Regions from separate parts of the Mus musculus genome. Here region 1 is linked to region 2. The links are chromatin contacts, called in public Hi-C maps. All regions are on one chromosome and are shown on one strand. Each heading gives the region's core, a stretch centred on a gene start, on an enhancer-like site or on the middle of the called end of the contact. The rest is flanking DNA. Distances are from core to core; before and after follow the strand shown. Region 1 holds the start of Rpl21 (ribosomal protein L21). Region 2 overlaps Usp12 (ubiquitin specific peptidase 12).

Region 1 (4,136 bases), core at 867-3,366, 65 kb after region 2:
ATTGAACTACTGACATGTGCAACATGACTGAATCTCAAAAACACTATGCAGGATAAAAGAGACAGAGAGAGAGAGAGAGGGAGAGAGAGAGAGAGAGAGAGAGAAAAGAACATATAAATTGTATGGTGCTGCTTACCTGCAATTAAACAACAATATTTTTATAGAAATCGGGATACTGGGCGGGGGTGTAGCTTAGCCTTGGAGCGCTTGTCTGGTATACATTGTGTCTTCGATTCAATTCCCTAGCCCCTTTGTTTGTTTAATGAAAGAAAGAGACAAGAGGAATAATAGAGAAAAGAAATCAGAAATGAGAATATTTCATGATTCTGATGGGACAGTTGATTGACTAGGAAGAAGTTCCAGGAGTCTTGGAGGAGGTAACATTCTGAATATTGACTGCAGGTATAGGTTATGAAGCTTAAAAATGTTAGTACAAAAAAATCCAATTGTACAGTTAGGGTCTGCACGTTTAGTGTAAGTGTTTTAACTCTCAACTTATATACCTGAATATGTATGTGCATATACACCGAGGCACGAAACACACACACACACACACACACACATCACAGGCAATAGGTAAAGATTGGTAAAGTCTAAAACAATGGCCCAGAGCAAGAACATGTTTAATCCTGGCGTTAATTTTTGTATAGTACCTTTATGTTCTCAACTCTTAGGCAAGCACTAGTATCATTTTGATTACACTCAACCCAAATCAACTAAAGTAAGTAATATGCTAAAGAACAGAAAAATCAGGCCAGATATGATGGTGTCCACCTTTAATCGCAGCACCCAGAATGCAGAGGCAGGCAGATCTCAAAAAGCAGAGGGAGACAGATTCCTCTGAGTTCCAAATAAGTCATAGCCACACAATGAGACTCTATCTCAAAATCAAACAAAAATTGCCTTGGGGATAAAATTTTGTTATGACCAAGATAAAAATTAATTATAAGTAACCGTACATAATTTGGTCATAGATATTAAAGTTTGCTCAATAATTGAAGCCTCGGATTAAACTCCTGGTTAATTAAATCAGTTATGTTTTTCACACACTGAGATAGGGCTTCAGTCTTTTTTTTTCTTTTTTTTTTTTTTTTTGGTTTTTCAAGAGAGTTTCTCTGTATAGCCCTGGCTGTCCTGGAACTCACTCTGTAGACCAGCCTTGGCCTCGAACTCAGAAATCCGCCTGCCTCTGCCCTCCCAAGTGCTGGGATTAAAGGCCTGCGCCACCACGCCCGGCTAGGGCTTCAGTCTTATTACAGAACCTTCCAATTAAATGGTCATCATGTAGGGATTTCAAACAGCAGAACCTAACCCTGGCTGGATATGTCACTCGCTGGATTTTAGCGAATTTATTATTGGGGTTTATTAGCCGGATACAGTGGTTTTCAGAGTTCATAAATATTCAAGGATGAAGCTTGGAAGCAGGCAGAAGACTCCGGTCAGCAGGCTGTCCGTGAGCATGGCTTGGCAGAGATCTCAGCTTAAGACGTGCACTCACTCCAGCCTCCTGGCTGAACCAGCACGCTAGTTTCTTGTTTTGCTGAAGGTGGGAATTACCTTCCCAAGAACGCATACTAAGGACAGAAATTAATGTCTCCAATTTTAAGTGGGGCACTACTGCATATGTGGAATGACGATCCGAATAGCTATTATAAAAATAACAATGTTCATCTCTCAAAGTCCTCATCTATTATTCGAGCGCTCGTAATATCCAATTCGGTTATCCCCATAGATTATTAGGAATACTGCTTCCAGTATGACTGACTAAACACCCTTATCTACAGCCAGGGAGACAGGAAGGGAAGGAAAAGGCTAATGGGGTGCCTATGATGAGAGTACTTTACACACACGCCTGTCTTAAGATGTCAAAATGAAACCTATTATTTTGTACAATTAATAGACAAGATAGGCTAGTCTCTAGATAGGCTCGAGCTACAGGTATGAGAGGAAAGAAAACCAAAGTGAGGCGTTTTGTTTTGTTTGAGACAGGGTCTCGCCTATGTGGCTCAGGATGGCCTGGAAACTCAGGAGACACTAACACTAACAAGTACCACACCGCAAAACGCTGGGCAACCCAGAGAGGCGGTGCCTCCTACGTCACACGACGCAAGGTAACGTCAGCACGCTACGGAAGTCGCGTCCGGCTCCACGCCCGCGAGGGCCCCATTCCGGGATGTCTAGCAGGATGCCTGAGTGAGTTTCTGTTGGCCTGCTGCCTTTAATCTGCGCCGGGGAGCGTGTCCTCACGGCGTCTCCAGGTTATCGGGACGATGAGGTTCTCTCGACCAGCCTCGCGGGCCCGGCGTTTCTCTTCAGGCAGCTTCGCGGGCAGCCCTCGGGCCTTGTAAGAGCGCGCAGCCCCGCCCTCCTCCTTTCGGCCGCCGCAGCCATCTTCCAGGTTGGTACGCGCGTGGCTCTCTCGTCTTGTTCTCCACACACGCTGCGTGTGGCGCCCACGCCGCAGAGACTGCGTGTTAGGGGCGTGGGGAGACCGTCTGGAGGTCACTGCCCTGGGCGGTGTATGCTAGGGAGCTTCTATCCGGGGGAGCCGGGCCTGGCGCAGTCTTGGTTGCCGGGCGTCCGCCCAACCCCAGACTTGAGCATGTGCTGTCGGGCTGGGACTTAGGATTCTGCTTGGGTCTTAACGATGCCGGGGTGCCGAAGCCTGGAATTGGCTCGGGCGAGGAGGGTGCCCGCCGGGTCAGCCTGGTAATGATGTAATGGGGACCCTTCCTCTGGATACATGAAACACTTAGGAATTTTGGCCCTAGAAGACGAGCGTGGGGAAGGAAGGTAACATTAAGGCTGCTTAAGACTACAAGGGCAAGGGGTTATGTCTAGTACACCATGCTTTGGAGCTTCCCTTGTGGTTAGGAATGGCGGGTATTTCTGCCCTGGATGACTGGAGTAATCCAAACCTTGTTGGTTTGTGGGAATACACGATCTGGTTCTAAATATGTGTAGTAGGTAAGTTCGTAGATGGTGTTAAATTAGCATTTAAATTTAGTTGGAATGTGGTTTTCTATGCATGCTTCCTAATAGCATTCGAAAGTGCAGGTGTGCGATTAAGAGATTGTTGATAGAAAGCTACTGTAGTAAAATGGAATTAAACAGCATCAAAGAGGCTGAGTTTGGTGGTCTTCAAGTTACCCTGGAGTTGCAGGTTGCAATGTATTGGCTTAAGTTCTAGCATCCAGTCTGATGGTGCTAATGATAGAATTTGGCCTCTTTTGCTAAGAGGAATTGTGGGCACCCATTTTCAATTCCTGTGATTTGGAAGGTTGACGGAGGTGCTGAGGTTGAGAGGGCCTGCCCTGTGCGACAAGATGACTTTTGGGGGTGTGGTTATTGGGACAGTTAATAACATAAACTGTGAATTGTTATTTGACTGATAACTTTTCTGGTTTCAGTAACTCGCCAAAATGACGAACACAAAGGGAAAGAGGAGAGGCACCCGGTACATGTTCTCTAGGCCTTTTAGGAAACATGGTAAGTTTGTTATGTCTGTGCCTGAGGAGAAGTGGCATGTCTTAGTCTGGCTTTGCTTGTCAGAGACATTGTCCTTTACAGTGTATGTAACTGCCGAATGTGGACTTGGGTTGGAAACTGGTATACTCATGAAAGTGTACCTGTGGTTCTAGAAGTCTTGATTTTTTTTTTTTTTCCTTTTGCAGGCGTTGTTCCTTTGGCCACATACATGCGAATCTACAAGAAGGGTGATATTGTAGACATCAAGGTAAGTTGATGGAGTGGAGGGAAGGGCACACGTGTTAGGAATTGTGATTTAATTACTTGAAGTTAATAGCCCAGGATGGGGGAAAAGTAAAAGATACAGTTAAAAATAACCTTATTAGGAATTGAGAGCGCTGCCTCATGCCTTTGAGCCTAGCTAGCACTCAGTGCAAAGGCAAGCAGATTTCTCTAGTTCAAGGCCAGATGAGGCTGTACAGTTAGACCCCCATATGAAGATAATATTTGTTATTAAAGATGGCAGTGTTACGGAACCCCCCGTGAAGGCCGTGTCCTTTGATGGGTCGTTGAACAGATTCTGTCGCTCTGGAACTTAATGATGATTGTCTGTTTGATTGCTTGATGCAATGTGAAAACCACATTTCACCGGCTCTGAGAGTTCTTGA
Region 2 (4,148 bases), core at 89-2,588:
GTCATCACATCTGTGGGGAGACGGGGCACCTCAACAATCTAGATAGAATCCCTGGACCGGCTTTCTTTGACTAGGAACTCTCTGGCATCTCTGGAACACAACCACCAAACAGGCTGTGTCTACCAGATGGACAGACACAAGACAAGAATGAAATCAATTTGCAAGAAAACAGATCCAGGACACCTTCCACCTAATCACACCCAGAACCCAGAGGCAAAGAAAAAGACATTATTCTCTCTTCTCCACCCCAGGTCTTGTTCCAAACAACTCAGCTTAAACAATCCATCAGAAAAGTCTAGGAAGGCAACATAATTTGTTTAAATGTTTTGGAACTTTATTTTTATTTTATGTGTACAGATAACTTTGCCAGTACATGTGTCTATCAACTACTTCCATGCAATGCCCGGGGAGGCCAAAGGAAGGTATATAGTCTCCTGACACTGGAGTCACAGGTGGTCGGGAGCTACCACGTAAGAGCTGGGAACCGAACCCAGGTCCTCCACAACAACAGCCAGTGCTCTAACCCCTGAGCCTTCTCTCCAGCCCCAGCGATCCTAACTTTGCTAACAGGAATCTGGTGAGGAGGCTCATAATGGAGCTGCAGGGTGTGTGCCAGAGTGGCCTGAGAACTGCATAGCCCAGGAGGCGCCAACACAGCAGTGAGGAGACAGCACTCCACAGTCCAGTAGCTCTACTCAGTGTGTGTCCCATACCACAGACATTCAAAAGCTTGTTCATCCTGCAAGCTCCTCACCAGCAAAAACCACGGACCTACTCACACAACTATAGGATCAAAGTTCAAAACAATGTTTTCAAAGAATTTAGCTAATAAAAGTTTTAAAACAGATTAAACAAAACCAAACCAACCTATAACTAAAGCTAGATTAAGCAGGCGATGATTAACAATGCTGAGAATCATCCCATTTGTCTCCTGTAGGCTAGTCAGCTGTCTGTCTTAACTGCTGTGCAAACACAAAGGCCCTGGCTCCCACAGGTGAGTGCTTGTTGATGACCCTACCCACATAGTCCAAAAGGGACCCCCGTAAGGCAGGTCTAGCAGCAATTCTTCCTTATGTACTTCCCGGAAAAGCAAAGCAGCCTGGGAATGCAGCTACTTACGGGCTGATGGGAGGAGCTCTCCCTTACACCCCAAAGTGTCTTCCCCTCCTGCAACCCCCCTGCAGTTGGGGAGCATGGACTCCAGGGCCCTGAGCACACTGCACAGTGCTCCACCACCCAGGCTGTCCGACCCCACTTCAGAGTTCCTAGAACAGCTCCACAGATGAGCGCTGCTCACCATGCACAGAAGACACAGACGGGAACAGGACTCGAAACTGACCTCTGAGTTACCCAACCCATTCCCCACACCACCACTCCCAGGTCCAACACCATTGTTGTTTTTACGCAACACTGGAGTTTTGATACAGACTTAATCACACAAAATAATACAGAAATTGGTGCTTATGAAAGGACAGTTGTACACCCCACGTGTGAGAGCAGGCATCTCAAGGGAGTTGAGCCAATCTTGATATTTAAGGGACACCTCTGAGTAAGTAGTGTTACAGTTCTAAAACTAAAGCAGCAGCCAAGCAAACAAGAGAAAAGCTGCAGAGAGAGTAAGGGCTGGGCACAAAGGGCGGAAGCAACAGAAGCCGCCTGAAAGCATCAGCCACAGCGAAGCCCAGCCCTGCAACCAGACTGCTATCTGAGTAGAGGCCAAGGCTCTCAGGCACCTGAACCCTTGGGTCCTGAAAACCCCACAAGTGGCAAGATTTATATAATAATGAGGCATGACAACCAGAAGCTGTATTTCTATCTATCAAACAAATTCAATGGTCTCGCCACAGTTTATCCCTCCGGTCTATCCTGAGCTGACTGCTTTGTGGCCTCAAGAGAAGCATAAATGCTGTTTATATTTACACTGACTCATGATATCTCTAAAAAAATAATTCAAAATTAACCAGACCTGAATATGATACAACTTTATGATCATCTAGTGAGAGCAGCCATTCTGGACAGGGCTGCGGAGTTTCACTATCAAATGTATTTTTATGTCGTATCTGCCACCAAGACTGAAATATCCAGGACAGACTTGGAACTAGGAAAATAATATGTTTTTTCTTTGTTGAGTTTCAGTTCTGTAAAAAACACGTTCAGTTAAATTCCCAAGTTCTTGCCAGGCTTTACGGATTGGGGCCAGCGGCCTCTCTTGTAGGAAGCTTTTACATGGCTGTATATGTGCGATACACTAGTTAAAGAACTCTTAAATATCAAGCAATTACTTGTCTAGTTACAGATCAAACTTTTGCTGTGAGAATTCTGTTGCCATAACTGTGAAATTAGGCTGAAAGTCTTAAGACCTCAGACAAGTTTACCTCCTTTCAACTACAGGTCATTTTCAATCCTAATGCCACAAATGGGTTTCCTTTACTGAAGGAGGAAGCGTACTGCCTCAGTGCTGCACAGCTTCAAGGCTGGAATGTACTTACATTGACTAATCCAAAATAGTGCTCGTTGACCGGAAACTGTTCTGGACCAATCTCTTTCTCTAATGCCGAGGCATTGGCGCCCTGTAAAAAGAAAACCGCAATGATCAGGATCTACAGTATTTCTATAATGTACAGTCATACAGGCTGAGACAGCCTTCTAAGGCCACACTCAAGTTACAGCAAACCAACATTATTCACAAAGAATGATATTGAAAAATTAATAGCTTTAAAAAAAAAGATTTATTTATTTATTTATTATATGTAAGTACACTGTAGCTATCTTCAGACACACCAGAAGAGGGCATCAGATCTCATTACAGATGGTTTTGACCTACCATGTAGTTGCTGGGATTTGAACTCAGGACCTTCTGAAGAACAGTCAGTGTTCTTGACCACTGAGCCATCTCTCCAGCCCCCAAAATTAATAGCTTGTAATCACATGACTAAATACTAGTTTACACAAGTTAGTCAGGATTCATGTTCCTAGCATACTTCCCACCCTCTAAGCAATCAAGGAAAACTGACTTTTATACTGTAATAGAACAAGACTTTGCTGGCAACCACCTTGGAGCCAAAAGGAAGGAAGGAAGGAAGGAAGGAAGGAAGAAAGGAAGAAAGGAAGGTAGGTAGGTTGGTTCACACAGTTCAGGGCCCAGCCAGCATGTGCAACAGGACTCCTTAAGGATGGGAGACCCAACTGGACTAGTATCTATAACCTGCTGTCCTGGAGGAAGACCCAGAAGTAGCAGCCAGATGCCCACAGGGTAAGCAGCATCAGTGGCCCTGCACAGCACAGGAAGTCCCAACAAGGAAGCAGACTTTCTGGGATCAGAAACACTGGAGGAAGAGAGCCGGAAGCCAAGAGACAAACAGACAGACAGACAGAGCACCTCCTTCCTCCCGTTCACATCATCTACGTGGCAGCTCCTGCTCTGTGCCTGTCCTCCCCACGCCTCCTCCCCACGGCTGCTGTCATCCCTATACTTTCTTTTTCATGCTCTCCTTCCAAAGCACACAGCTGGCCTGACTGCTGGGCCCCATGGCACTTATCTGAGCATGTTTACTAATTTTAAAAATATATTTTTTTTACTATTTTTAGTTATATGTATGTGTGTATTCAGTGTGGTTATTATATGCATGTGAGTGCAGGTGTCCCTGGAAGCCAGACATGGGGTTTCCCTGGAGCTGGAGTTTCAGGTGCTGTGAGCTGTCCATCATGGGTGAAGTGGCCTCAGGTCCTCTTCAAGAACAGCACTTGCCCTGAACTGCTGAGCAACCTCTCCAGCACCTGGTCCCACTGCCTCACCTCTCTTTTCCGTCTACTTTTAGCCAAGCAATAACCCAGTTCCACAGGAAAACGAGTCATTGCTGCTGGGAGAGCAGGAAGCGGAAGCAAATCCCTTCCAACAACTCAGAGCCACAAGCTAGACCGAAAGAAACCCAAATGTCAGTGCAATTAACCCGTGGGACCCACCCAGGAAAGCAGCTCAGCAGCGCCCTAAGGACTGAACGGCAACACTGTGCACACTGTGGAAGGCGGAGTCATCCCCACCCCCACCCCCACCCCCCCAACCCCCGTGCAAAAAAAAAAGTTCTAGCAATACGCTCCGAAGTTTGAGTTCTGAGTGAAAATCACTCACCCGGGATAGAACGCATAAA

The links. A called contact is a pair of places that touch in the nucleus more often than the background predicts.
Region 1: a Hi-C map of uterus shows a contact between it and region 2, with 3 times the contacts expected there. The contact joins the promoter of Rpl21 here to the enhancer-like site in region 2. A contact is called at or near these places in 7 of 39 promoter capture datasets (the C10 cell line, the HPC-7 cell line, embryonic stem cells and 4 more), 30 of 484 Hi-C or Micro-C datasets (B cells, CD4 T cells, CD8 T cells and 17 more), 14 of 115 datasets of contacts at active chromatin or transcription factors (the HPC-7 cell line, the SCID.adh cell line, bone marrow-derived macrophages and 7 more) and 4 of 9 other capture datasets (adipose tissue, liver, macrophages and 1 more).

What each region holds. Positions count from the first base shown.
Region 1 is chr5:146,830,774-146,834,909 of GRCm38.p6, forward strand. It overlaps Rpl21 (ribosomal protein L21), which reads left to right and starts at 2,117. Exons shown (of 6, transcript NM_019647.6): 1 at 2,117-2,398; 2 at 3,411-3,489; 3 at 3,675-3,736. The coding sequence starts at 3,423. It overlaps LOC115490268 (a small nucleolar RNA gene), which reads left to right and starts at 4,061; the gene lies at 4,061-4,131.
Region 2 is chr5:146,766,448-146,770,595 of GRCm38.p6, forward strand. It overlaps Usp12 (ubiquitin specific peptidase 12), which reads right to left. Exons shown (of 9, transcript NM_011669.3): 2 at 2,490-2,570. Among named protein-coding and RNA genes, the nearest start is that of Usp12, 26 kb to the right of the region's middle. Within about 2 kb of position 1,339, at least 22 of the 459 cell types and tissues checked have an H3K27ac peak or open chromatin away from gene starts, as enhancers often do. A contact at or near this core is called in pancreatic cancer cells and uterus, where this site is marked.